Regions from separate parts of the Mus musculus genome. Here regions 1, 2, 3, 4, 6 and 7 are each linked to region 5. A link is a contact called in public HiChIP or PLAC-seq and promoter capture Hi-C data. All regions are on one chromosome and are shown on one strand. Each heading gives the region's core, a stretch centred on a gene start, on an enhancer-like site or on the middle of the called end of the contact. The rest is flanking DNA. Distances are from core to core; before and after follow the strand shown. Region 1 holds the start of Wdr53 (WD repeat domain 53). Region 2 holds the start of Lrch3 (leucine-rich repeats and calponin homology (CH) domain containing 3). Region 3 holds the start of Ubxn7 (UBX domain protein 7). Region 4 overlaps Nrros (negative regulator of reactive oxygen species). Region 5 holds the start of Tnk2 (tyrosine kinase, non-receptor, 2). Region 6 holds the start of Bex6 (brain expressed family member 6). Region 7 holds the start of Rpl35a (ribosomal protein L35A).

Region 1 (3,601 bases), core at 63-2,562, 400 kb before region 5:
GACAAGGCAGTGTGATGAGTTATATGGTGCCAATGAGAGGAAGTAATAGTAAAGTCTCTTTCTTACAAGTTAATTAGCAGGATGCCTAGTCTTATCATCACTTGGAATCGTGAAATATTGTGGCCCTAAGAGAACGTGGGTGAAAATAATGTTCTTGTTAATCAGAGCTAGGAAAAGGGGTAGTGAACGCAAAAGATCCCAGCAACTAGACCTATTTTAAAGCGACATCGACGAACTAATGCCTTAAGTCTACTTGGAGGCCAGAAAAAATACATGCTCATGAGTATCGGCTGGTGATCTGTCTTTAAGAGCAAAGACTGTCGAAAGTAGAAAGACTGCTGAAAATGAATGATGGGAAACCACCTAGTATTTTAAAAAGTGAGGTGGATTACGAAGCAGAACTTCAATCCAAAGAAAAGATCGTTATGGAGAGGAGGGGTGAGAGTGGTCCTGACTGGCTGAAGCCGTGGGAAGGCGGGATGCTGAGGTGAAACCTCTGACTCAAGCTTTGAAGATAAACCCCGAGAGCGGCGGGCGGGAGAGGAGCCGAGCTTCGACGTGGCCCCGGGATTCCCTCACCTTGGCCTTGTAGCTGGGCAGGTTGCAGAGGATGTCCGTGCGCAGAGCCTCTTCTGCTAGGCTGCGGGCGCACAGGCTCCGCCACACCTCGCTGTTCTCGTCGCCGTGGAGGCAGCGGTACCAGTGCTTGCAAACCAGGGCGCAGCTCCGCAGCTCGGACAGCTCCAGGTAGGAGAACACCAACTCCAGCACCCGGCTGGGCAACCGGCCGCCGACCCCGGAGGACCCCGAGCCCGCGCTGGCGCCGCCGCCGGCACCGGCGCCGCCACCACTAGCGCCGCCCGAGGCTGCCCCAGCCCCCGGGCCCGGCGCCGCCATCGCCTCACCAGCCGGCCCGAGGGCCGCCGCCGCCGCCGCTTCGCCCCGTCTCGGCGCGGGAGGCCAAGCCTCGCCTACAGCCGCGAGCGGCTCGCTCACCGCCCCTTTCAGCGCCAGCCGCTCGCGCCTCCACCGCTCCCGCCCCTGCCCCGGGGCGTCCGCTGCGCGCCCCGCCTCACTGAGGGCAGATGGCGCGAGCCGCTCGGGTTCCCGCCCCTCGGAGCCGCTCAGCGCGGGCGCCGGAACCGCCCGCCTCGCCCGGCCTGCCCGCGACGCGCCCCGGGATCCGCCATGCGAGTTGAGGGCAAGAAGCAAGGGCGCACGCCCAGCTCGCCCGCCGCGCCTCTCTGCCCGGAAGTGACTGTTCGGCAGAGGCGCCTCGCTCCCTAAAGCTTGATGGGATTGGATGCTGCGTGTGAGGTCATCGCTCGGCGCCACCGGGAACGGGAAGCCCAGGTATGAGGCTGTTGGCCAGCGGGGTTCGGATCTGTTCGCAAGTGCTTTTTTTCTGTTTTTCCTCTAATGGCCTTGACTCGGCTCTCCTTGGCCTCTCTTCCTACGGAGTTTCCCGTCTCACTTGGTTTCTGCTCCCTCTCTAACTTTGTTCACGACACTTCCCTTTTTTGCTAGCCAATTCTTAGATCCTTCACCTTCAGGTCGCTTGGATCAATTTCCTTTCCCTTTGCGCAGTTGAGGACCTCTTGTCGTGGTCAGGTTAGATCCATTTTATTATATTTTATTTTTTTTTACCTTGAGAAATTGACATCTTCTTTTCCTGGCTAGCGCCGTAGGGGACTCACCAGAACCCATTCTCAAAGTAAGGTGGCTAAACCTGAGCAACCCTCGTAAATACGCAGGTTTTATTATATTTGAGATTAAATAAACAAGTGTAGGTAATCTCAAAGTGTCATTTGAATACTAAGTGTCACAATCTTTTTGGACAAAATATAGTGTGTTCAGTAAAAAGTAGTAGTAAAAAGATTAAGAAAAACGTGTTGTTGTTGGGTTTTTTTGTTTTGTTTTGTTTGGTAATTTGTTAATCCCTAGAATGAGGTAAGGTGGAAACATAAAGATGATTTCCTGGGAGGAAAAGAACCTAGCATTATTTAGTTATGCTATTTTAAAGAGCATTTAGAAAAAGAATAATAGAGACTGGAGTGATGGCTGAGCAGTTAAGAGCACTTTCTGCTCTTGTAGAGGACCTAGGTTCGTTCCTAGCACCCATATGGGTGCTCAAGGCTTAACCTGAGTTGTAGCTTAAGTTCAAGGGGAGCCAAACCCTCTTCTGGCTTCGGGAATGACTGAGCTGTACACACATACATGCTATACACATAAAATAAAGTAAAAGAACTACAGTGTGAGCCAGGCATAGATGAGATCTTTTAATCTGACTTTTTTTTATATATAATTCTCAACGCAGCTCTATGAAGTGATTATTATAATAATAGGGCTCACAGACTCAGGCATCAAGTCCAGTGTCATGCAATTTTTATGTAGTAAACCTTGCCTGAGATCCACCTATGTGTAATTAACTTCCTGGTTTTTAGTAAAAACAAATGAACAGCAGCTGCTTCCCTACCCTGGTATAATTACATGCTTATGATTTGCTAATCCCTTCCTCAAGATGTCTTGCACCAAGTAACCCAAATTCTTGTCTGTTGTGGTCATGCTAATGCCACAGTCTTCTGGTTGTTTTGGTTGTCACTTAGTTTCTCCACATCAGGACTAACTTTAGTCCAAAGCTATGAAGGAGCGTTGACTCACACATTATAATAATGGCCTCTCTCTTCATGGCTCCTGAATGTTGAACCAAATTTTGTCTGAATGACAGTTACATTTCCTTTAAATTTTGTGGCTCTGAAAAGAAAGTAAAGAACTATAGAGAATGGTTAGATTGAAAGGCATAGGCAGAGCACCATGGTACAAAGAGTCTATAGCTCCAGCTACTTAGGAGCCTCAGGTGAGAGGATCACATGAGCCATGAGGCTGGGACCAAACTGGGCAAGAAGACAGATTCAGACAGTTTCTGATCACACTCGCTTTCTCCCCTATCCCCCAGGCTTGTACATATAGATAGTAGAAATTAATGAATAAAGGTATGGCTGAAAAAAACACTGAAAAAAAAACATAAAGGTAGAGATAATCCAGTTATCAAATACTTTATCCTTTATCTTACCTTTTTTTTTTTGCTCATTTTTTTTTGTTTTTTTTTTAAGATTTATTTAATTACTTATTTATTATATGTAAGTACACTGTAGCTGTCTTCAGAAACCCCAGAAGAGGGCATCAGATCTCATGGATGGTTGTGAGCCACCATGTGGTTGTGGGATTTGAACTCAGGACCTCTGGAAGAGCAGTCAGTGCTCTTAACCGCTGAGCCATTCTCCAGCCCCTATCTTGCCTTTCTTAAGACAAGTCTCTGAAATATCTAGTGATATCATTCTGCGATCTCTGTTTTGGTTTGGGGGGTGGGGTGGGGTGCTTGTTTTTCAAGACTGGATTTTTCTGTGTAGCCCTAAGTCACTTGGACCTTGATATGTAGACTAGGCTGATCTTGAACTCACAAATATCCGCCTGCCTCTGTCTCCTGAGAGCTAGGATTAAAAGGCATGCCCCACTGCCTAGCTTCATTCTGTTATGTGTTTACCCCAGTTATTCCCATAACTTATTGGCATGTCATCACCCAGCTAGAGTCAGGACAGTT
Region 2 (3,511 bases), core at 564-3,063, 270 kb after region 5:
AACCTCTCAAGTACTAGGATTACAACATGCTCCTGGCTAGCTTAGTATCTTTCAAAGAATTAGAAATGTTCAGAAAGATCAGAAAATACATATATTGGGTATACATTACTTGACAAAGACTACCCATTACCATGAAGGGGCTCATTAGTAGACATTAATAATTTATTGTGGGACTTGTTGCAAAAGAAACTAGAATGTCAAATTGCTGAGAGCCAGACATGGCATCAACTATTACTTGTTTTGTGTTCTCAGGGGTTGGAAGGTCAAAGTCAGCTTGGGCAACATTGGGACTCTTATCTCAAACAAAACAAGACAAAAGGGCTGATAGAGCAGGTCTTGGAGCAACTGTTACTAATCAACTTTATTACTGAAACATTTTTACAATTTCTTGAACTCAGGAAAGTGCTTTTTGGGGGCTTCCCTGAAGTTGGGCTTTGAGTGATGAGCAGCTTCTCACACCTCATATTTTCTTTTGTGCTCTGTGATAGATTTTTCTCATCTGTGTCTTAATGTGCTCACATGCATCAAAATCATACTTGGAATTTTGCTCTCTGTCATCCTATTTTGTAACTTCAGGTTTTATTCAAAAACCTCACTCGTTCTTTTTTTTGGGGGTGGGGTGGGGTTTTGTTTTCAAGACAGGGTTTCTCTGTGTAGCCCTGGCTGTCCTGGAACTCACTCTGTAGACCAGGCTGTCCTCGAACTCAGAAATCCACCTGCCTCTGCCTCCCATGTGCTGGAATTAAAGGCGTGTGCCACCACTGCCCGACCCACCTCACTCGTTCTTGCTCTAGAGGGACTGCTTTGCCGTGCACTCTACTCAGCCCAATTGCTGTTTTCTTATTGTAACTGGCCTCCTTGGGTTCCAAAATAAAATTAGCTAATTCTTTAGAAAAGAGACTTTATCTGACAGGCCCTCGAATTCTGTACAGCAAAGTAAATTTGGTGAGTGATATTTGCATCACATATTAGGAATGGCTTGAATTTAAAACAGATTTGGAAAAATAAGAGACTGCAGGACTGGGAGGGTGGGGTTTTATTTAAATGTGAGTGGTAGTTTTCATTACTTGAATGGTTTCCGGTTTTGGTCTTTCGGTTCTAAATTTAATCCCAACATTTATTACATAGCCAGATTTCAATGTTAGATGTAAATATTATTCGTTCTGCTCTAGCTAGTGATAAAATCTGCGCAAACAGCCACAGTATTTAAGACGTTTGGTTTCATTAAGAGCTCTTTCATAAAAAGAGTTCGAAGCCAGCCTGGTCTACAAAGTGAGTTCCAGGACAGCCAGAGCTATACAGAGAAACCCTGTCTCGAAAAACAAAAAACAAACAAACAAAACAACAACAACAAATCTAAAATACATAACAATTTCAACAAGAATTAGGGACTTTGTAGCCGAATCTGCTCACACGGTATGTTTGTTTTCCCGTTCAAGAACTAATAGTATATCCACAAATTCCAGTTCAGATCATCTGGCGGTATGGTGACAAGCTGAGAGACAATTTTGGGCTTATCTCAGGGAGTCCCCTCTAAGTGCCCAAGTTTCTGGCAGCAACAGGGCTAAGGAATCTTTGCCGTTTAATGTAATCCACCACTGAGAGTTGGAGCGCTGTTAAGGACGGGTTTTGGTTTTTGTAGTGGCCTTTTAGGGAGCCCAGGGTACCGGGCTGCTCCAGCTCTGCGAAGTCGGTTCGGTTTCCCTGGAAAACCTGCTTGTGGGCGGGGCAGGCGGCTTGTTGCGCCCAGCGCGTCCGGGAGAGCTGTCCCCGGTCCGCGAGCCCCTTTCCCCGCCCACCCAGCGGATCGCGTGGCGCATGCGCAGAGCCGGGCCGGAGAGTTGTCGGCTGGGAAATGGCGGCCGCGGGCTTGGTGGCTGTGGTAGCGGCTGCGGAGTACTCTGGCCCTGTGGCGTCCGGGGGAAACCTCTCCGGTGCGACCTGTGGGCCGAGCCCTGGGTTGGGCCCTGGTCCTGGCCCGGGCTCTTGGAGCCGCTCGGTCGACCGAGCCCTGGAAGAGGCGGCGGTCACCGGGGTGCTGAGCCTGAGCGGCCGGAAACTGAGGGAGTTTCCCCGGGGAGCGGCCAACCATGACCTGACGGACACCACCCGGGCCGGTGAGCGGGGCGCGGGCATCCCTGCTACCCGGGACCCGTGGAGTGGGGGGCAGGGGGTGTGTGGCGACCGGCCCGAGGCTCCCCGGGTAACGGGGACCGCTGGCGGTACCGCGCACCCTCCCGGCCTGGCCAGACCCGGAGCCTGGGGTGCGGCAGCGCGCAGCAGCATCTCCGCTGCCGGCGAGAGGCAGTTGACGGGTGATCTTTCTTGAATCGCTCTCAGAAATCTCGGCATCAGTGCCCGCCCCGTAGACTTTTTGCCTCGCCCCGGTGTCTGCAGACCACTTTGCATTTGGGATGCCGAATTGACTTTGCTAAGAGTTGGAGCGTGGCAAGCACGTTCTTCCATCGTAGTATGGGTGACGCTGGGTGCTGCATTGTCAAAGGATCCAGGTCCGCTCTGGCGTTTTCCCTAGTGTGTGCGAGTATGTGTGTGTAATGTGGACTCTAACACTGGGAACAGCTTATTTCTCCGCCTCCGTCTGATTTACCGAAAAGTACTTGTAAAAATAGGCCATCTTTAGGTGCTCAGGACTTTCGTCTTCCATTCTTACCGCCGCCTAAGAAAACATGAAAAGAAGTAGGATATTGTCTACCACATCTATATTTGCTTTTCCCTTTAAAAACATTTCTGCGCCTTATATTGTTTAAGACAGGAAAGAGAATGGGGATTAAGTATTATTTGGTTTCCTTAGTTGTGGGAAACAATGTATGGTAACTGAGGTATTCAACATACTATATAATGTGTTCCTCTTGTGTTTTAAATATAGCTTCCTCCGGGAGTAGATTAAGAATTGAGTCCTTTTGTTTTACATAAGGGGAGGGGTCCCCTCAGAAGTAGTTTAAATGTTTTGTGTTTATGTCATATACATTGTTTCATCCTCATTCTGCTTGATTTTAAAATGTGAGAGTTAATACTTTTTCTTAGGCTTGTGTAGTCATCAAAGATTGGTAATTATTACATATTTCACTAATGTTGAAAAAATAAATAGAGCTGGTAAGATTGCTCAGTGGGTAAAAAGGCACATGCTGCTGCCAGACCCGACAGACAACCCAAGTTTGATCCGAAGAACCTACATACTGGAAGGAGAGAACTGACTCTTGCAACTTGTCTTCTGCCTTACATTGCGCACACACGCGCACATGCGCACACATACACACACACACACACACACCACTGCACTAAATATTATTTTTTAAAAAATAAAACAAAGACATTAAATTATCCCTAGAAACTATTATTTCCAAAGAAACTTTTCCTCTGCTTACTAAAGCTTATTAGTGGTAGCCTTTATTTTCAATATGATCTGAATTTTTTTCACTTGGCACTGAAGTCAGACTTGCTAAGGTAAACATGAAGAGTTACTTGAATTTTTTATGTGTATTGGTGACAT
Region 3 (3,463 bases), core at 185-2,684, 310 kb before region 5:
GGTCAGGATTTCTATTGTTGTCATGAAACACCTTGGCCATAAAGCAAGTTGGGGAGGAAAGGGTTTATTTGGCTTATACTTCTACATTGCTGTTAACCACTGAAAAAACAGGGCAGGAACCTGGAGGCAGGAGCTGAGGTAGAGGCCATGGAGGGGTGCTGTTAACTGGTTTGCTTCCCATGGTGTGCTAGCCTGCTTGCTTATAAAAGCAGGGACCACCAGTCCAGGCATGGCACCGCCCATAGGCGGGCCCACTTTCACTGGTCACTCACTGAGAAAATACAGCTGGATCTCATGGAGGCTTTTCCTCCCCTGAGGCTCCTTTTTCTCTCACGACTCTAGCTTGTGTCAAGTTGACACACCAGCAATGCAATAAGTATTTAGAATTGTGCAAGTTACACACTATTACCTTATTTAAAAATAAAGTATGAAAACTAAGCTAAATGCCCCTTTCTTTTTTCTTTCTTTTGTTTTTTTAAAGATTTATTTATTTAAATGTAAGTACACTGTAGCTGTCTTCAGACATTCTAGAAAAGGGCATCAGACCTCATTACGGATGGTTGTGAGCCACCATGTAGTTGCTGGGATTTGAACTGAGGACCTTGGGAAGAGCAGTCAGTGCTCTCAACTGCCGAGTCATCTCATCAGCCCTCCTAATGCCCCTTTCATCATGTTTTTTTTTCGAGACAGAGTTTTTCTGTGTAGCCCTGGCTGTCCTTGTCATTCTGTAGACCAAGCTGGCCTCAAACTCAGAAATCCGCCTGCCTCAGTCTCCCAAGTGCTGGGATTAAAGGAATGTGCCACCACTGCCCGGCTCATCAAGTTCTTTTTTAGTTGTAACTATTATCGGTGTTTTCAGGACCACTTTCCAGTGTTCTCTTTATTTTATTTACTGTATCTGCATATATCTTTGTTTAAGGATAAAAAACAACTCCCCCCCCAAAAAACCTCCCGATTTAATATCTTTAGAAAGTAAGAATGAGCCTGGGGGGAGATATACTGAGACATTTGTTGAAGAAAAACAGAGCGAACAATCATTTACTAAAGTCTACTATAGACTGGTTCATTTTTTACTAAGCTATTAACTTACACTTTAGAATTTAAGAAACGTCACATAAAACCAAACAAAATACCTACTTTATGTGAAACCCTGAGCGTTTCATCAAGAGTTTGGTATTTCAGGTCTGAAGATTCTTTGGGATGTTGGGATTCAATGCGGTACTTAGGAGGATATCTCCGGAATTCAGAGAAGGCACCAAATGTTTCAAAGAATAGCTACCAGCCAGCAGCACAGGCTTCAAACCAAAGCGGCGGCTCGCGGAGAGTACGCCTGCGCAAAACGCGCACAGACAGGGAGAGGGCGGAGCTTCGGGCCTGCCAGTGCGCCTGCGCACAGCACGCCGCGGAGTGGGGGAGGGAGCCCCGTGTGTGTCTGTGTTGTTGTTCCGCGGCGGCGGCGGCGGCGGTAAGATGGCTGCCCACGGGGGCTCCGCGGCGTCGTCGGCGCTGAAGGGGTTAATCCAGCAGTTCACCGCCATCACCGGTAAGAGACGCGGTTACGGGAAGGTGAAGAGTCGGCTACGGGGAGGCTGTCGGGGCTGTCCCGGGCTTCGCCTCACCTTGGTGCATTCCTCACTCGGGCTCTCCCCTCAGCTCCTGCCCTCTCCTGAGGCACAGGCGACGACGGCGGCGGCGGCCGGGGTCTGCGGTTCAGGCGGGAGGCAGGTTTCCCCCGCCCCCACCCCGCGCGTGCCCCTCAGTCCCTGGATTCGGTCTCCCCTTATTCCCAGACAGGCCCCCCACGCCCCCAGCCGGTCCAGTACAGGGGATGGGCCGAGCCCGCGGTGCCAGGGGCCCGGGACCTGCGGGCCGGAGGAGTAGGGGGCCGCACCCGGGCCACCGCCCTCTTCCTCCCTCATCACCTCCTCTCGGTATCGTGCTGCCCGCGGACCAGGCGGTGCAGTCCGTTCCCCCCATGCCATCCTCTCTTCCCGGCCAGGTCATCGTCCCTGTCCCTCGGCCCCGGCCTACCCTTCCCCTCGCTGGGCCCCCCCGGAGCCTTGGCGGTGGCCCTGCCGTGTGAGGGCCGTCTCGCTTTAACGGTGAGGCGGGTGGGTTCTGCTGCGCCTTCACACATCCCGGGGGACTTGCCGCCGGGAACAAGGGGTGCGGAGGGGCACCTTAGGGACCGAGGGTTTCACATAGGAATAGGGGGGGGGGGAACCCTGAGCTTAGTGTGTGTGTGAGGCCTAAAGTAATCCTGGGTGGCCTTTCCCACCTCCTCATAATAAAACCAAACATCGAGACGATGGCGCCCGAGTCTTTGCTGATAAAATGGGGATGGCGGCAGAAACTTCTTGCAGAGAAATCTGTTTCTAGGTGTCAGTATCCGTGAAACCTTAGGCCTAGGTTTCTCTTTCCCTTCGGACCCCGACGAAGGGCAAACGCAGGTTCTCTTACCCGCCGGGAGGAAAGACTTTAAGCCATTCTGTGAATGCGCTATGTCTTGTTTCTCTCCGATGGTGCTGAACTTTTTTTGCATGAGTTATTAGAGGGCGGAGCAAATGATGAAGTTCTCTGTGGAGTGATTTGAGAGAACAGTACTCCATGTGCCTGAGTGTGATTTTGCTGTTCTAGTTTGTCATTTTGAAAAGAGGTCAGAAAGTTAGTTCCCCCTCTCAACAGGACTATCCTTTCTTTGATAATAATTTGTTTGATGCGGAGAATATTTCTAGTTTGTGTTCTTTTTTTCTAGTTTGTGTTCTTGAGTCTGACGTGTAAGATCTTTATTTTAACCAATACATGCTATTTGCAGTTTTATAATTGAAGCTAGTTTTATTTTTTGTTCGGCAACGATAATTAAGTGGCTGATGCGTTGTTTTCTGTCTTGTCACATGAAATATGTCAAAGCTGGTAAAACAAGATTTGTAATAAAATTGAGGTGAAAAGTAAGATAACTGAAATGTTGTTAAGCTTTGTGGTGGGGTTATTTTATTTATAATAACATGTGGATTTCCCAGTGCCTTACCAAACCAACATTATGGAAAGAAACTAGATTTCTGTGTATACAAGTTAATACTGCTACATTGCTTGCCTAAAAAAAAAAAAAAAATCTAGTGAGTCACACAGAGAAATATTAATCTTTCTTTGGATTTTATAAATATAGTTTAAGGTCTTACTATTTAACCTTAGGATTTTTGGGCAAGTTACTATTACTTTATTTTCATCTGTGAATTGGAAACTCAATTGTTTTAATCTCACATTATTTCTTCTTCTTCTTCTTTTTTTTTTTTTTCTTTTCTTTTCTTTTTTCTTTTTTGGTTTTTTTGAGACAGGGTTTCTCTGTATAGCCCTGGCTGTCCTGGAACTCACTTTGAAATCCAGGCTGGCCTCAAACTCAGAAATCTGCCTGCCTCTGCCTCCCGAGTGCTGGGATTAAGGCGTGCCACCATGCCCAGCTCTC
Region 4 (3,869 bases), core at 1,102-3,601, 490 kb before region 5:
GACCTGTCGCTGACCAAAGGATTACCCAATTGGATCTCCTCAGCATTTTCTTTCTTTAAAAAATTGGGTGGGATTAATATTATTTGGAGATACACTTTGCTGTGGATTAGTGTTGCTTCTTTGATTGGTCTGTAAGCTTAAGGCCCAAACTAAGAGAGACAAGGTGGTTATTGCCCAGGCGCTTGCAGGACTAGAACATGGAGCTTCCCCTGATATATCTATGCTTAAGCAATAGGTCGCTGGCCACTCAGCTCTTATATCTCACGAGGCTAGTCTCATTGCACGAGATAGAGTGAGTGTGCTTCAGCAGCCCGAGAGAGTTGCAAGGCTAAGCACTGCAATGGAAAGGCTCTGCGGCATATATGAGCCTATTCTAGGGAGACATGTCATCTTTCATGAAGGTTCAGTGTCCTAGTTCCCTTCCCCCAGGCAAAACGACACGGGAGCAGGTCAGGGTTGCTCTGGGTAAAAGCCTGTGAGCCTAAGAGCTAATCCTGTACATGGCTCCTTTACCTACACACTGGGGATTTGACCTCTATCTCCACTCTCATTAATATGGGTGGCCTATTTGCTCTTATTAAAAGAAAAAGGGGGAACTGTGGGAAGCCGCCCCCACATTCGCCGTCACAAGATGGCGCTGACATCCTGTGTTCTAAGTTGGTAAACAAATAATCTGCGCATGAGCCAAGGGTATTTACGACTACTTGTACTCTGTTTTTCCCGTGAACGTCAGCTCGGCCATGGGCTGCAGCCAATCAGGGAGTGATGCGCCCTAGGCAATGGTTGTTCTCTTTAAAATAGAAGGGGTTTCGTTTTTCTCTCTCTCTTGCTTTTCTCTCTCTCTTGCTTCTTGCTCTCTTGCTTCTTGCTCTCTTTTCCTGAAGATGTAAGAATAAAGCTTTGCCGCAGAAGATTCTGGTCTGTGGTGTTCTTCCTGGCCGGTCGTGAGAACGCGTCGAATAACAAATGAGTGAATGAATGAATGAATGAGTGAATGAATGAATAGACAAAAGAAGGAGAAACTCGGATAGAAATACTAACTGTAGCTTCTGGACTCATAAATATATTAATTATCTTGCTGAAAGAAGGCTTTCAAGCCAGGTAGTGGTGGCACACACCTTTAATCCTAGCACTCTGGAGGCAGAGGCAGGCAGATCTCTAAGTTTGAGGCCAGCCTGGTCTACAAAGTGAGTTTCTAGACATCCAGGACTACACAGAGAAAACCTGTCTTGAAAAAAAGAGGAGGAGGAGGAGGCAGAGGTAGAGACAAAGAAGACGGATTTCAGAAATATGTCTATCACATCGGTTAGCTCTTTTAAATATGGCCCTTCCCCACCTCCACCACCAAAAAAAGTGCATGTTTTCACTTGGATAAGAAAAAAAAAACTTGAGAAAATGAAAAAGCAATCTTTGGATGGATCAAAAAAATTCTGAAGTGCAGCTGTAGCTCTCTTGTCTGTGTGTGAACAACAGTCCTGGGAAGGCTTGAAATGATACATCTAATAACAGAAGTCTCCAATGAAGAGGTAACAGCACCGTCTTCACAAATTCCAGGGGAATAAGGATCCAGGGATGATACTGGTCTATCCAGGATTCCAAATGGTCTGAGTATCAAGGGCTGAGAGCAGTCCAGGTCTCCCTCTCTGAGCTCCATAGTGGGAAACTGGGGGATTCCCCCCTACCCCGCCCCCATAGATGTAATTGCTTGGACAACCCTCCAAGTGTGAGACCTAACAGCCTTGGGGCATTCCTGACCTCCTTTAGCTTCATCAAGTGCCTGGTCCAGGTCCATCTGCCCCATCCTCACCAGGAAGAACCACAGGGCAGCTCTTCAGTCTCTCCCTGCTAACAAGAACCTCCTCACCTTCCATGACACTTACAGACCTTGCACTGACACACACAGGCCACCTTTGCCTCCCACCTCTTTGCTTTTCTTCTAGCATGTGTACCCATCCCAAAGGGTGATTTAACATCCTGGACAGATATGAATGCTCCACCAGCAAAAAATAGACTATCAGAAATCACTGAAGGCCAGGTCAGCTCCCGATGCCACAGAAACAATCTGGGATCAGTCCTGCTAGCCTCTGGGAATCCCGCCCAGGGCCTTCTTTCCATTTCTGCACATTTGCAGCACAGGGCACAGATGGCATATGCAGAGCCATCTGGACTCCTGTCCTCACTGTCCTCCCGGCACCCTCCCACACACACATACAAGCGCCCCTGAAACTTTGGGATCCCCGCCCATCCTGAGAGAAGGTTGCCAAACTTAGAAAATGCCAAGGACGCTAAAGAATTGCTCGCTCACGTTCTCATCTCACTGAACGTCCTGCGGCTCACAGAGAGGAGAGATAGGGAAACGGGAATTGTCAGCACAGTAAATCTTCTCCACTTCCTGTCATGCGTGGGCTGCTACGTGCTGCTGTACCCTGAATACTGACAAACTAAATCTCGATGTGTACAGCAGGCCAAGAGTGCAGCTTTCCAGGGCTGCACAATGCTTCAGACTGGTGTGCTAGAGAATTACACCCACAAGCGTAATTTTAATTTGTGAAACACCAAAATGTTTACAAAATTTAAATGTGTTCTTTCCTCTTAAACCCAGCCAACTAGCCCAGAATACATACATACATACATACATACATACATACATACACACACACACACACACCAACATACATACAGGAATAAATCTCACCATGCCTGTAAGGGCAACATCTGGCATTAAGTAACAGAATGTCATAGAAAGACGATAGAGTTTGGAACCTGACAGTCCAGAGTTTAAATTCTGTCTCCACTCTCCATCATGGGTGTGAAGTCTCCAAGACTTGGATAGTCCTCCTGCAAAACAGGAGCAATGATATCCACTCACGGACTTTTATGAGTGCCGCCGAGGATGGTATATGCAAAAGTGCTTCATTAACCATGAAAGCCGCTAATAACCTAATTATTATTTATGAGCTCCAAACAGCACCTAGCAGCTTGGGTGACTGCTGTTCTTATGTATCAACTCTGTGTGGTACAGAAAAAAAGACAGCAGAGTGAACATCTAGAGGGATGACTGCATGGCTATACCAATTAAATTCAGAACATCTATCTAGGAAGGCTGGATCTAAAGGTCTATATTAACAATCAAGGAAAGTGGCTGGAGAGACGGCTCAGCAGTTAATTGAGCTCACTGCATTTGCAGAGGACCTGAGTTTGATTACCAGTACTTATGTCATGTGGCTTACAACCTCCTATAAATCCAGCTCCAGAAAAGCCAACACTTCTGGCCTCACGGGGTACCACACACACACACACACACACACACACACACACTCATGTATGTGTTTATACCCACCACATGCATGTAACTAAAAATATATTTTTTAAAGAGAAGAAAGGGATGATCCGTGGGCACACTGCAGGCTGGTGAACAGCTATCTATCGTCAGAATGATGATGGCCTCAGCTGGCCATGCTCCGCCTCGTGCGACAAGCTCGGAAGGCTCTGCTTGTTCCCCACCGTATGTTTTCGTACTGGGAGCACTGCTGGGAGGTTAGGGGGCAGGAGAGTGGAGAATCCAAAATATCTCTCCCTTCCCTCTCCCCTTGAGCCTTTGCTGGTGACCCCAGACTCTGGGACCACCATCCTCCCTTCCTCCCTCCTACCGAGGGTACAGATTTCTGCATGGCCAAGGAGCCAAGGGGCTACTGTTTGGCTTCTTAGCCTCTTCCATGATTTTCTGACAATCTCCTGCATGACATTTCCCATTTGAAACACTCTAGGTGACCTCTGCTTTCTTTTTTTTTCTTCTTCTTCTTCTTCTTCTTCTTCTTCTTCTTCTTCTTCTTCTTCTTCTTCTTCTTCTTCTTCCTCTTCCTCTTCCT
Region 5 (3,880 bases), core at 586-3,085:
GTCCCAACGAGACTCAGAAGTCAAGGGTTGAAGGGGGGAAAAAAATCAAGTTTATTAAAATGTTTACCCCCAGGAGACGAGTGGAGGGGCTACTGTCCCCCAAGATGACTAAGTGCACAAAACACAAAAGCACTCTTATTAATCAATTAATTGATTAATTAGAGACAGGGTCTCTCTGTGTAGCCCTGGCTGTCCTGGAACTCACTTTGTAGACCAGGCTGGCCTGGACCTCAGAAATCTGCCCGCCTCTGCTTCCCCAGTGCTGGGATTAAAGATGTGTGCCTCCATCTGACAAAAAGGAGCTTTTATAAGTCTGGTGTGGTAAATGAGCAGAAAGAAGTCTTCCTCATCCAGGGCCAGCATCTTTTCCTTTCTTCCTATCTTTCTTTCTTTCTTTCTTTCTTTCTTTCTTTCTTTCTTTCTTTCTTTCTTTCTTTCTTTCTTTCTTTCTTCTTCTTCTTCTTCTTCTTCTTCTTCTTCTTCTTCTTCTTCTTCTTCTTCTTCTTCTTCTTCTTCTCTCTCTCTTCCTTCTTTCTTATTCCCTTCCTTCCTTCCTTTCTTTCTTTCTTTCTTTCTTTCTTTCTTTCTTTCTTTCTTTCTTCCTTCCTTCCTTCCTTCCTTCCTTCCTTCCTTTCCTTTCTCTAGCTAAGCTATGTTACATTTGACCTTGACTGCCTGGGGTGAGCTCCTGTAACTTTTTTTTTTTTTTTTTTTTTTTTTTTTCCGAGACAGGGTTTCTCTGTGTATCCCTGGCTGTGAGACAGGGTTTCTCTGGGTATCCCTGGCTGTCCTGGAACTCACTTTGAAGACCAGGCTGGCCTCGAACTCAGAAATCTGTCTGCTCTACCTCCCAAGTACTGGCTAAATTCAGACTCTTATTCCAGGACTTGTTCTCACTTGAATTTATTAATCGATGAAACCTCCTAATTTTGAACTTCATTTTTTTTTTTTTTGAGTGTGTGTGTGTGTGTGTGTGTGTGTGTGTATGGACCAGGGCCCTTTAAGAAGGCGGAGCGACCCCAGCGGGCCCCACCCCCTAGGGCGGCGCAGGCGCGCGCGGGCTCTGAGAACCCGGCTGGAGGGCCGCCGGCTCGCGGGGCCGCAGCACCTGCGGCGCGGCGCCGGGGTGGCCGAGGTCGAGTGTGGGCGGCGAGGGCGGGACGCCGGGCCCGCTTGGGGCCGAGGCGGAAGCCGCGGGGCGGGGGCGCGCAGGGCAGCACCATCTGGAGGGGCGGGAGCGCGCGGCCTCTGGGGGGCAGGCGCGTGCGCGGCGCGGCGGGCGCGGGGGGTCGGCGGCGGGGGGCGCAGGAGGAGCGCGGCGGGCTGAGCCCCGCGCTGCCGGAGCAGCAGCCGGCGCGCGTCGGGCGGCTCAGCTGGGGCCCGCAGCTTCTTCGCGGGCTGAAGCTCGGCGTGGAGGAGCAGGGCGGGGTGGGTCCGGCCGTGCAGGAGGAGGGCGGCGTGGGGCTGGGGGTGCAGGAGCGGGGCGGCCGCGGTCACGAGCCTAGTCTGGGGGTGGTGTGGGGGCCGCCCGACGCCGCGGACTGGAGGCGCCGGGCGCGCTGGACGGGTTCGGCCGGCGGGCCGGTGGCGCAGGAGGAGGGCCTGGGGCCCCGCAGGCAGCAGCAGGAGAAGGGGGGAGGCGGCCCCGCAGTGCAGGAGCGCGGCGAGGCCCGTGCCGGGGTGCAGGAGCGCGGGGAGGGCAGCCCACGCAGGCTTCTGCGGCAGCCAGAGGAGCTGCCCGAGTTGGCTCACGGCCCCTGCCCGCGCACGGAGGAGCTCGAAAGTTCGGACGAGCGCAGCTGGGAGAGCTGCAGGCATCTGGGCGGGGAGGCGGTGGTCCTTGGAGCATCCCTAGCGAGTGGGGACAGACTCGAGCTGCTGGGGAGAGCCAGGCCTGTAGGGCCCCGAGGGCCTGAAGGAGAGGGGCGCCTGGGGGTGCAGGAAGCAAATTGGCTGCCCGGGGTGCAAGAGGGCCAGGTAGTGTGGGCTGTTCAGGAGACGTATCTGAACGGTAAAGGGTCCTCAGGGGGAGAGGGATTCCAAGAGGGACACAGGACCCGCAGGCGCAGACGGCGAAGGAGGTGGTAATCGGCAAGCTGCCTTCCTTGCTGGCATCAGGGTTGCTCTAGTGCCAAGAGTAATGCAGGAAGATGTAGGGGATTGGGGAGCAGAAGAGCGCTGTGAACCTGACCTTTGGAAGATATTGCTGGAGGGTAGGCACTGGCCTGCAAGATCCTTTCTGCTACCTCAAGTCTGAGCATCCTCGAAGCAGTGTCTGCCTGGGGACAGCTGGAAACTCAGGTACGGATGGCCAATATTGTTATCGGAGTTGATATGATTAGAAGCATCGGAGAATGGGTTCCAAACATCCCTTGTCCTCTCTAGTTGACCAACCTGGGCATCACCCCTCACGAACACACACATACACACACGTACGCACGCACGCGCACACACACACGCAAGCACCCACCACATATAATTGTAAGTAGCAGCTGCTGTAGTGGAGTAGTCACCGCTTTCAAGTCTAGACTGGATGTGGAACCATTTGAGTGGCTGCCTGGTATAGGCAGAGGGAAGAGAAGGCAGGATAGCCCCAGGGACTAAGTCATCCCCTTCACCTATCTGCTGGTGGAGGTAGGTGTGTCTCTGTGCAAGCTGTTGTGCAACCTGCATCACCGGCCTCAAGTCCTCCCGAAAGGGAAAATGGATAGTGTTGCATTAGCCGCTGTGCCTTATCTTGTAGTCCTGTTGATCACGTGAGTGTGGCAGCCAGTAGTGACTTGGGCACGAGCCTGGCCTGCGCCTTGCCACACGGTTTTGTCACGGTTGATTATGCTGTGGGCCCAAAGCCAAGGATGGGTAGAACTGCAGAGAGCAACTGGTGAGGTCTTCATTTCTGAATGGAATGGGAAGGGAGGTTGTACCAGCGGCTGCTACCCATGCCTTGACCTCACTCTAGAAGCTGGCAAATAGAGAAGCCTGTGGTATCCTATTAAGACCTCCTCACCTCCCCGCGACCGTGGCTCCTTCTTGGCGCCGCCTAGAGGTGGAGCCTGCAGGCCAATGGGTAGATTTGATTTCTTGTTGGCATATGAACCCACCTCTTTCCTGGTTCAGGTGGTCTTGGTTGACAGCTTACAGCCTCTGTCTTTATTTCCCTAGCCGTGTCAAAAGTTCTTGCACTTCCAGCCCACCTGTGGGATGGATCCAGAGTTACTGTCTCAGAGCCTTCACCAGGAATATCTCTGCCCTAGCCTACCGTGTGCCTATGAGTCAGATGGACTCCCATACCCGGGTTCTGAACAGACCTGGGTGGAGATAGGGTTCTCCTGTGGGGGCAGAAGAAGGGGTAGTGGTGGCTTGAACTGCTGGAGGAGCCGGTTTGCCGACTCTGGCAAACCCAACCCGTCTTTCAGCTTTATCCCGTGCCAGTCACATTGTCTCTCAAACATTCAGACACCGGAAGTTTAACTGCTGTGTCCACGGTGCCAAGCTCTCCTGGAATGACCAGAGTGGTTCTGGCTCACTGGTTTCAGTGGAGAGAATTCTGCTCTCAGCGCATACATAAAGCATACACCTTCACACTTCCTTTAGGTTGCCTTGCCTGCACTTTAGGATGAACAGGAGAGCAACTGGTCTGCTCTTTGGGACTCCCTGAGCTTGCTGTGCCTAGGAGTTTGTGTAAATGGAAGTCAGTTAGTGACCTTTTAGAGTCTGGCTTCTCTGGAGCAGCATCCCTGTTTCACATCTCCCCCGTGTAGTATCGTGTTGCATGTATCACATTGGTTCATTCCCAGTCATTGTCAGCGGTCTCTTATGTGTGTGTCACTCGGATTTGGTATTACAAGCACAGCTTCTTTGAGTGATTGTGTTTGTTTTT
Region 6 (3,881 bases), core at 1,126-3,625, 460 kb before region 5:
TTCTGAGCGGTGCAAGGCATACTGGGAAATGTGGGCTTTTAAACTGGCAGTTGGACAGTTTAGCCACAAGTGGGGGCAGGGTGGGATCGGTAGAGGAAAGGGGCCACTGAGGCGGAAACAGGGAAGCTTTTTTTTTTTCCTCTCTCACACCAATAAACCAGAGGAAGATGAACCCCAGAAGCATTTACCAGCTTAGCTGTGAGCTCGAGGACAGCTTAAATTCAGACCCCTAACCACTAAGGAAAGCGCTTGTCTTCTCCGTGCCTCACAGAGCTACAAGAGCATAAGTAGCTGGAAGAGTATGCTTGCCGAAGACAGGATTTCCATTGCCATCCTGAAGATAGACGCTCAGCTGCTACTGCCTGCTTCCCCAGCAAACACCCCCTCCCCATACCCCCAACCCCTATGCCCCAACTTCTCGGTCCCCTCTCCTTCCCAAGTTCCTCTAAGACTCTTCTATCAGTCTTTCTCGTTGCTTTCTTGAGGAGTTCACAGATGCCTCTCCTACACTTGCCCCAAGTGTATAGTGATCATTCCCACACTACTCAAGCTATCTCCACTAGCATAAGATGCTCTCTGATTCGTCCAGAATCTGGACATCTGACAACTGCAATCGCTGGATGGCTACAATCGCCCAGATCCTAGCGGAGAACTCTCAAAACAAGATGCCTAGTTTGAGGAGAAGCTGAATGGTCCCCAGCCTCAGCTTCTTCCTAGAGCCTTTGGGGGAAACTCTTTCAGAGGGGTTGCCTAAGACTGTTGGAAAACACAAGATTTTTGCATTACAATTCACAACAGTATCAAAATTACAGTTATAAGTAACAACAAAACTAAGTTCACAGTTGGGAGCTGGCCACTAAGGCAGCAGGAAAGGCTTTCCTAGCCATGGACGGACTCCCTTTGTAAAGTTTGTATCCTTTGTAAACCCTCAATGTTTCCAAGTGGCCAGGCCCCACCTGAGGAACCCCAGAAGCCAGGCAGGAAAGGCTAAAACAGATGTAACTTAAGGCTAGAAATTGGCCAGACAACCACCCCCACCCCACCCATCACCCCCAGACCATCATTTTGAAACTGCAATCATTCCCAGTACCAAAGCCGGAGAGAGGGCAGGCCCTGCCCTAACAAGAAAAACATCCCACCAATCCCTGAGCTTGCCCCAAAGATCAGGCTACATAATCCCTCGGATTCCAGACCACCCTGGAAAGCTTTGCCCACTAAGAAACCACACATAAACTCTGTGCTCTGCCCAGTTCTCTGCTGCCTGCCAGGTTCCATTCCCGGGTGACAGAAATTCGTGCTTATTCAGTGCATGGAAACAAATGATTGTTGGCTGTTCAATCATCCCTCTACCTCTTCAGATGATTCACTTCAAGGCATCAGCATCCTCGGAAGGTCAAGTTCCTCTTAGAAAATGGTGCTGTGGTGGCCAGTATGGTAGAAGGAAAGAACTGGCGCCCACATGTTTTTAGATGTTTAAATTGCATTTATTATGTGTGCACAGACATGTGTTTGTAGGTCAGAAGACAACTTGCAAGAGTCAGTTATAGCCTACTCTTTGAATTCCGGGGCTTGAACTGGATTATCAGGCTTGGCAGCAAACACCTCTACCCACTGAACGGACTCACCAGCCCCTCCTGTGGACTTTAAATCATTTCTAAAACATTCTAATACTTCTATACTATTCTGTTCTAAAACTACCCTATACTGTTCTATTTTATACTTCTGTACTATGCCTAATACACTGTATTCTTAGGGATGTGGCAAGAAAAAGAATCTAACCTTAGTGAGTATATTTTTAAATTATTTTTTACTTTAGTAGACAATATGATATGTTTCATAATGGCATTTTCATAAATATGTATCATCATACTTTGTCAGACATAATTTCTTATTTTATTTTGCTTTAGGACAGTTTTCTAAAATGTTTTTGTTTTGTTAGAGACAGAATTTCTCAGCCCTTGTAGCCTTTGTAGCCCTGACTGTCCTGAAACTCACTCTGTAGACAGGGCTGGCCTCAAACTCAGTGATCCTCCTGCATCTGTCTCTCAAGTGCTGGGATTAAAGGCGTGTGCCACCACCGTCCAGCTAAACAGCTTCTTATAGCCCAGGCTGGCCTCAAGTTTGCCGAACAGCCGAGCATAACATTGAGCAGTCTTCTAGCCTGTACCTTCCAAGTGCTGCTGTTATAGGCATGTGCCCATGTTAGTAAGGGCTTGGGGAAGGAGGAACCTTTAGACAGAGCTAGTGGGGATGTAAACTGGTGCAGCCTCTGTGGAGACCAATGTGGTGTTTCCTCAAAAAAAAAAAATCTAAAAATAGAACTACCAGTTATACCACTACCCAGCTATACCACTTCTGAGTTTACAGCCAAAGGAATCTAAATCCACACACTTACCCCAGAGACACTTGTCGGTTCATGCTTACTGATGCCATACCGACAATAGCCAAGATATGCAGTCAGCTTGGAGGTTCAACAGGTGAGACAATTTTTTTTTTAAAGATTTATTTAGTATATCTAAGTACACTGTAACTGACTTCAGACACACCAGAAGAGGACATCAGATTCCATTATGGATGGCTGTGAGTCACCATGTGGTTGCTGGGATTTGAACTCAGGACCTTCACAAGAGCAGTCAGTGCTCTTAACCACTGAGCCATCTCTCCAGCCCAGGTGAGGCAATTTTTAAAAGTGATATACACACAATGGAAGTCTGTTGAGCAATAAAGAACAAAATTATAGCATTTTGCACAAGGAATGGACTGAATGAAATATTGCTATGTTAAGTGAAATAATTCAGACTCAGAAAGTCAAATATCACATGCTCATGCATATGTGGACTCTCAACTTAAATTTGTGTGTGTGTGTGTGTGTGTGTGTGTGTGTGTAGCTTGAAAGCATAAAGGGGAATGCAAGATGGGGGAGGGGACAAAAGAGGGTGATAGAAAAATCTGTGACATGAAAGCAGCCAGACTCTTGGAGAAGAGGACAAAGACAAGGCATAGGTGACAAGGGGTGGATAAGAACCAAGTACAATTACACACACACACAATGTCACAGTTACACACACACTCAATATCACAATCACATACACGCAATGTCACAATTGCATATACAGCATGACAATTACATACAGTGTCATAATTACACACTCAATGTCACAGTAACATACACACAATGTCGCAATTACACTCATTCACAGTGTCACAATTACAACACAGTGTCACAATTACACACATATAGTATCGTAATTAATTATATAAACAATGTCACAATTACACAGGGTCACAATGGCACCCATTACTTTGTATGCTATTTTTTAATTAAAATATTTTTAATTAAAAAAAATTTTTAGGGATTGTGTGTCTGTGCTTTTATTTTATTAGTGTCTCTGTATGTGGTGTGTGTGTGTGTGTATGTGTGTCTGTGTGTGTCTGTGTGTGTCTGTGTGTGTGTCTGTGTGTGTCTGTGTGTGTGTGTGTGTGTGTCTGTGTGTGTCTGTGTGTGTGTCTGTGTGTGTCTGTGTGTGTCTGTGTGTGTGTGTGTCTGTGTGTGTCTGTGTGTGTCTGTGTGTGTCTGTGTGTGTGTCTGTGTGTGTCTGTGTGTGTGTGTGTGTGTGTGTGTGTGTGTGTGTGTGTGCTGGGAACAGTATGTATGCCAAAGCATAAGTGTGGAGGTCAGAAGACTCTGCAAAGTCTGTTCTCTCCTCCCAATTTACTTGGGTTCCAGGGATCAAGCGGAGGTCATCAGGATTGTGCAGTAAATGTTTTTACCTGGTGAGCCCTGGTGAGCCCTGGCCTCATAATTAAATGTTTATAAAAATAACAAAAATAGCCGGGTGTGGTGGTGCACGCCTTTAATCCCAACACTCAGGAGGCAGAGG
Region 7 (3,656 bases), core at 738-3,237, 410 kb after region 5:
TGACACCCTCTTCTGGTGTGTCAGAAGAGGCCATCCTTGGCTCAATACAGGGAGTTTGGGGCCAGCCTAAGCTACATGAGACTTTGTCCTTCTTGTTAATGGCTTTAAAAAAAAATGTGTATGTGCCTGCTTGTCTCTATGTGCACTGTGTGCATACAGCAGATTTCCTAGCGCTGAAGTTATAGGTAATTGTGAGTCCCTGATGTAGATGCTGGGAACTGAACTGAAGACCTCTTTAAAAACAGTGTATGCCCTTAAACATTGAGACATTTCTCTAGTCCCTGTCTCAAAACAAAACAACAACAATAACAATAACAAGTTGCATGTAAAATCTAGCTCTAGAGTCTGAGGCCATCTTCCGACCTCTGAAAGCACACACATAAACAGGTTTTTAAAAAGGAAGTCTTGCTGGGCGGTGGTGGCTCACGCATTTAATCCCAGCACTCGGGAGGGAGAGGCAGGCGGATTTCTGAATTTGAGGCCAGCCTGGTCTACAGAGTGAGTTCCAGGACAGCCAGGGTTATACAGAGAAACCCTGTCTTGAAAAACCAAAAAAAAAAAAAAAAAAAAAAAAAAAAAAAAAAAAAAAAAAGGAAAAGAAAGGAAGTCTTGACCTTTTAACATACCACATGTCTAATCTGCTTGTTGTCTTGTTTTTTTTTTTTTTTTTTTTTTGCGAGGAGTGAGGGAGCAAGGATGAGATTTCTTACTCTGTAGCTCAGGATATCTGTGTACACATAATGTACCTCTTACTGACCTAAAACAGAGCAATCTTCATACTTCAACCTTCTAAGTGCAAGGATTACAGACACCAGAGCCAACATGCCATCCTTGCTCCCTCATGTAGGCTGCAAGAGGGCAGACGTTTTAGTCTGTTTACTCTGGTGCCCTACAAGCCTACAGCATTCTTGGTAGTGGTAGTCATTCAATAAATTACTCTCTGATTAAATGAATGGATCCATCAGTTCGCCTTAATTAATGCACAAGTTAGGAACTGTAAATCTGAGTCTATTAAATTTATCTGTGGGCTGGTGAGATGGCTCAGTGGGTAAGAGCACCTGACTGCTCTTCCGAAGGTTCAGAGTTCAAATCCCAGCAACCACATGGAGCCATAACGAGATCTAGCTCCCTCTTCTGGAGTGTCTGAAGACAGATATAGTGTACTTACATATAATAAATAAATGAATTTTAAAAAATTTATCTGCATCCGACAAGTCAGGGAAAGGATGGAAGGATATCTTCTATCTCTCACTTCCTCACATCGTCTCCCTTTTTTTCAGATGGGGTCTCATGTAGCTCAGGCTGACTGGCACTCCCTATGTAGCAGAGGATGGTCTTTTAAGTCCTATTCACCTGCTCGCACAGCTAGAATACTGGGGTTACAAGCAAGCACCGGGACCGCGGTTTGCCTCATGGATGTTTGTTGCTGTTAAGATGGGGCCTTGCTATGTAACTTAGCCTAGCCTCGAATTTGTGATGTGATCCTCCTACCTCAGTCTCCGGAATAAATGCTGAGGTTAACGGGCAACGGCTACCACACCCTGTTTGTTAAATTAAAGATGGGAAAAAATAAAAGAACAAATCAAGAGAAACTCCTGCCTTCATGCTCCAGGTTTTTCTCTCCTATATGGTAGGATCCCAGTCTCCATTCTAGGAAGAGGAGAAAACACTTAACTTTTCCTTACCTCTCTACCAGCCCAGCTGGAGGCGGGAACCAAACTAATCGGTAGCTATGGCAACGCGTCGCGCAAGCTCTTTTTTTTTTTTAAGTAGGACCCCTGATTCTTTCTTAGTCGACTACGATTTTGCCTTTCCTTGTTCCTAAATAATACGTGTTGCCGCTTACAAAGACGAAAGGGCAGGAGGGAAAGAATTTAAAGTTCTTGAGCGCGGCTTGGCTGAGTCGAGCCTCTCTCTCTGTCTCTGACCTTTGCTTTCTGGCGCAGTGTGAGCGGCCTAAGCGCGGAGAGGGGCGGGGCGTGCGTCCCACAAGGCCGCGCGGCGGGGCTTGCCTTCCTCTTTCCGCCATCTTGGCGCCTGTGGAGGTGAGGGGGGTTCCTGCTGCTGAGCTTTGGGGCCCGATTGCTGGGGTGCGTTTAGTTTCATCCCTCACCGAGACAACCTGGCGTCTCGGAGAACCCGACCGCCAGAGGTTTCTGGGGATTCCAGGAGGATGGAGGGCGGGATGGAGGCGATGACGGGCTGATGGTGTGGAGGCCCCGGCCGGGGGAGGAGAGCTCGCTGGTCTCGGTCGATCTCCGGCTCGGGAGGAGAGAATGGGTGCATTTCCCCCGGTCTTACTGGCCCGGGGAGCGGTGGTCCCTGGGAGCTGGGTTCCCCGCACAGAGCCGGATCTCGCCTGTGTTAGCTGCTTTCTGTACTGATGGAGGCATGAGCTCGCCTCCGGGTTCCTTTTGGGGTTTGAGAAGTTAAGTCTCGGGTGAGTCGCCTTCCCACCCGGCCTTTGCCCACGATTCCGAGTCGTTCGTTGTCATTGGTTGTCGGAGCCCTGAGTATTTTGCCAGGCTCTGCCTCTATAGGGGGCAGGGCGTAGGTAAGAGGTCCCCATCCTTGGGACGCCGACTGAAGCCATCTCTCGCGCCGGGAAATAGTGACAGGTGGGATGCGTGCTGCATGACTCTCGGTTGAGCTCTCGGTTTTGTTTTTCAGGCCTGCTGGGAACAGGACTTCTAACAGCAAGTATGTCTGGAAGGTACGCGATCTCACAATAGTCGTTTTCTCCATTTCTGTTTCGTTCTATTAAACGCGAAGCTAAAGTTCAGTGTAATGCGGGAGGGGAACGAGAGGTCTGCTGTAGATAGCTGGAGTAGGAATTGCTACAAAGCAAATCATGGTGGCTTGCTAAAAGATACATGAAAAGTTGTAACGGGGTAGTCATCATGTCTTTCTTAACGTTGTCTTAGGCTGTGGTGCAAGGCCATTTTTGCTGGCTACAAGCGAGGTCTCCGGAACCAAAGAGAGCACACGGCTCTTCTTAAAATTGAAGGCGTTTATGCCCGAGATGAAACGGAGTTCTACTTAGGCAAGAGATGTGCTTATGTGTATAAGGCAAAAAAGTAAGTATGCTCCCATGCCTTTTAATTTTTGGTTGACTAATCTCGTTTTTTCTACTGAAAAGGTAGGGGTGTTAGTGAGAAATTGGTGTGGTTGAGTCTTCCTAGACACGTGAAGAGCTTAGAGGAAATTAGAGAGGGATCTTTTTGTCGGTGGTATGGACTATATAGGCACCATTGGTTCGTAGTACAAGTGTAGAAGTTCCCTGTGTTAAGTCCCTAACATGGTTAAAAACAAAGATTACAGCTCTTAGTACCTTTCATTTTCCTTTGAAAGGGTTTATATAGTACTTTTCAATGTATCTTGATTTGTTTTAGTTACTAAAAATGACAATTACTAGAATAGATTGTTCTTGTTATTGTACAATTTATTTGCTCCCACATCTATATTGAGTTAGGTGATTCTGCTCTGCTCTGTGAACAAACAGTCTATTGCACCCTGACTTAGAACAATTGAGGTTACATTTGGAAAAACTAGTTGAAAAATTAGTTAATTTTTTATGTGCATTGGTGTTTGCTTGTTTGTATAGCTGTGAGGGTGCCAGATTCCCTGGACCTGGATATTTGTGTGTATGTGTGCGT

The links. Promoter capture Hi-C pulls out the DNA fragments that hold promoters and counts their contacts. HiChIP or PLAC-seq counts read pairs in DNA pulled down with a chosen protein or histone mark.
Region 1: an HNF4G HiChIP or PLAC-seq map of pancreatic cancer cells shows a contact between it and region 5. The contact joins the promoter of Wdr53 here to the promoter of Tnk2 in region 5. A contact is called at or near these places in 23 of 39 promoter capture datasets (the 3T3-L1 cell line, 3T3-L1-derived adipocytes, the C10 cell line and 17 more), 2 of 15 datasets of contacts at CTCF or cohesin (the NIH/3T3 cell line and large pre-B cells) and 9 of 115 datasets of contacts at active chromatin or transcription factors (the SCID.adh cell line, effector CD8 T cells, embryonic fibroblasts and 5 more).
Region 2: a contact with region 5 is called in a FOXA1 HiChIP or PLAC-seq map of pancreatic cancer cells. The contact joins the promoter of Lrch3 here to the promoter of Tnk2 in region 5. A contact is called at or near these places in 1 of 39 promoter capture datasets (erythroid cells), 3 of 484 Hi-C or Micro-C datasets (embryonic stem cells and nephron progenitors), 2 of 115 datasets of contacts at active chromatin or transcription factors (effector CD8 T cells and pancreatic cancer cells) and 1 of 9 other capture datasets (pancreatic islet).
Region 3: a promoter capture Hi-C map of pre-B cells shows a contact between it and region 5, with 4 times the contacts expected there. The contact joins the promoter of Ubxn7 here to the promoter of Tnk2 in region 5. A contact is called at or near these places in 8 of 39 promoter capture datasets (the 3T3-L1 cell line, 3T3-L1-derived adipocytes, cranial neural crest and 4 more), 2 of 484 Hi-C or Micro-C datasets (embryonic stem cells and erythroblasts), 4 of 115 datasets of contacts at active chromatin or transcription factors (acute myeloid leukemia, astrocytes, effector CD8 T cells and 1 more) and 2 of 9 other capture datasets (liver and pancreatic islet).
Region 4: a contact with region 5 is called in an H3K4me3 HiChIP or PLAC-seq map of forebrain, with 5 times the contacts expected there. The contact joins the enhancer-like site here to the promoter of Tnk2 in region 5. A contact is called at or near these places in 4 of 39 promoter capture datasets (cranial neural crest, hippocampal neurons, pre-B cells and 1 more), 5 of 115 datasets of contacts at active chromatin or transcription factors (the 230-238 cell line, effector CD8 T cells, embryonic forebrain and 2 more) and 2 of 9 other capture datasets (adipose tissue and embryonic stem cells).
Region 6: an H3K4me3 HiChIP or PLAC-seq map of pro-B cells shows a contact between it and region 5, with 2.9 times the contacts expected there. The contact joins the promoter of Bex6 here to the promoter of Tnk2 in region 5. A contact is called at or near these places in 3 of 39 promoter capture datasets (HPC-7-derived erythroid cells, cranial neural crest and hippocampal neurons), 3 of 115 datasets of contacts at active chromatin or transcription factors (the 230-238 cell line, effector CD8 T cells and pro-B cells) and 1 of 9 other capture datasets (adipose tissue).
Region 7: an HNF4G HiChIP or PLAC-seq map of pancreatic cancer cells shows a contact between it and region 5. The contact joins the promoter of Rpl35a here to the promoter of Tnk2 in region 5. A contact is called at or near these places in 1 of 39 promoter capture datasets (hippocampal neurons), 1 of 484 Hi-C or Micro-C datasets (embryonic stem cells), 4 of 115 datasets of contacts at active chromatin or transcription factors (effector CD8 T cells, embryonic stem cells and pancreatic cancer cells) and 1 of 9 other capture datasets (adipose tissue).

Annotation. Positions count from the first base shown.
Region 1 is chr16:32,245,915-32,249,515 of GRCm38.p6, forward strand. Wdr53 (WD repeat domain 53) reads left to right here and starts at 1,313. Exons shown (of 3, transcript NM_001185162.1): 1 at 1,313-1,353. Fbxo45 (F-box protein 45) reads right to left here and starts at 1,111. Exons shown (of 3, transcript NM_173439.2): 1 at 580-1,111. The coding sequence starts at 897.
Region 2 is chr16:32,912,287-32,915,797 of GRCm38.p6, forward strand. Lrch3 (leucine-rich repeats and calponin homology (CH) domain containing 3) reads left to right here and starts at 1,814. Exons shown (of 21, transcript NM_001081255.1): 1 at 1,814-2,117. The coding sequence starts at 1,856.
Region 3 is chr16:32,330,818-32,334,280 of GRCm38.p6, forward strand. Ubxn7 (UBX domain protein 7) reads left to right here and starts at 1,435. Exons shown (of 11, transcript NM_177633.4): 1 at 1,435-1,543. The coding sequence starts at 1,471.
Region 4 is chr16:32,152,375-32,156,243 of GRCm38.p6, forward strand. All of the region lies in intron 1 of Nrros (negative regulator of reactive oxygen species), which reads right to left. Among named protein-coding and RNA genes, the nearest start is that of Nrros, 11 kb to the right of the region's middle. Within about 2 kb of position 2,352, at least 37 of the 459 cell types and tissues checked have an H3K27ac peak or open chromatin away from gene starts, as enhancers often do. A contact at or near this core is called in forebrain and hippocampal neurons, where this site is marked.
Region 5 is chr16:32,642,808-32,646,687 of GRCm38.p6, forward strand. It overlaps Tnk2 (tyrosine kinase, non-receptor, 2), which reads left to right and starts at 1,836. Exons shown (of 16, transcript NM_016788.3): 1 at 1,836-2,301.
Region 6 is chr16:32,177,425-32,181,305 of GRCm38.p6, forward strand. Bex6 (brain expressed family member 6) reads left to right here and starts at 2,376. Exons shown (of 3, transcript NM_001033539.2): 1 at 2,376-2,477.
Region 7 is chr16:33,054,466-33,058,121 of GRCm38.p6, forward strand. Rpl35a (ribosomal protein L35A) reads left to right here and starts at 1,988. Exons shown (of 5, transcript NM_001130485.1): 1 at 1,988-2,045; 2 at 2,671-2,713; 3 at 2,925-3,077. The coding sequence starts at 2,703. It overlaps Iqcg (IQ motif containing G), which reads right to left and starts at 1,721. Exons shown (of 11, transcript NM_178378.3): 1 at 1,686-1,721.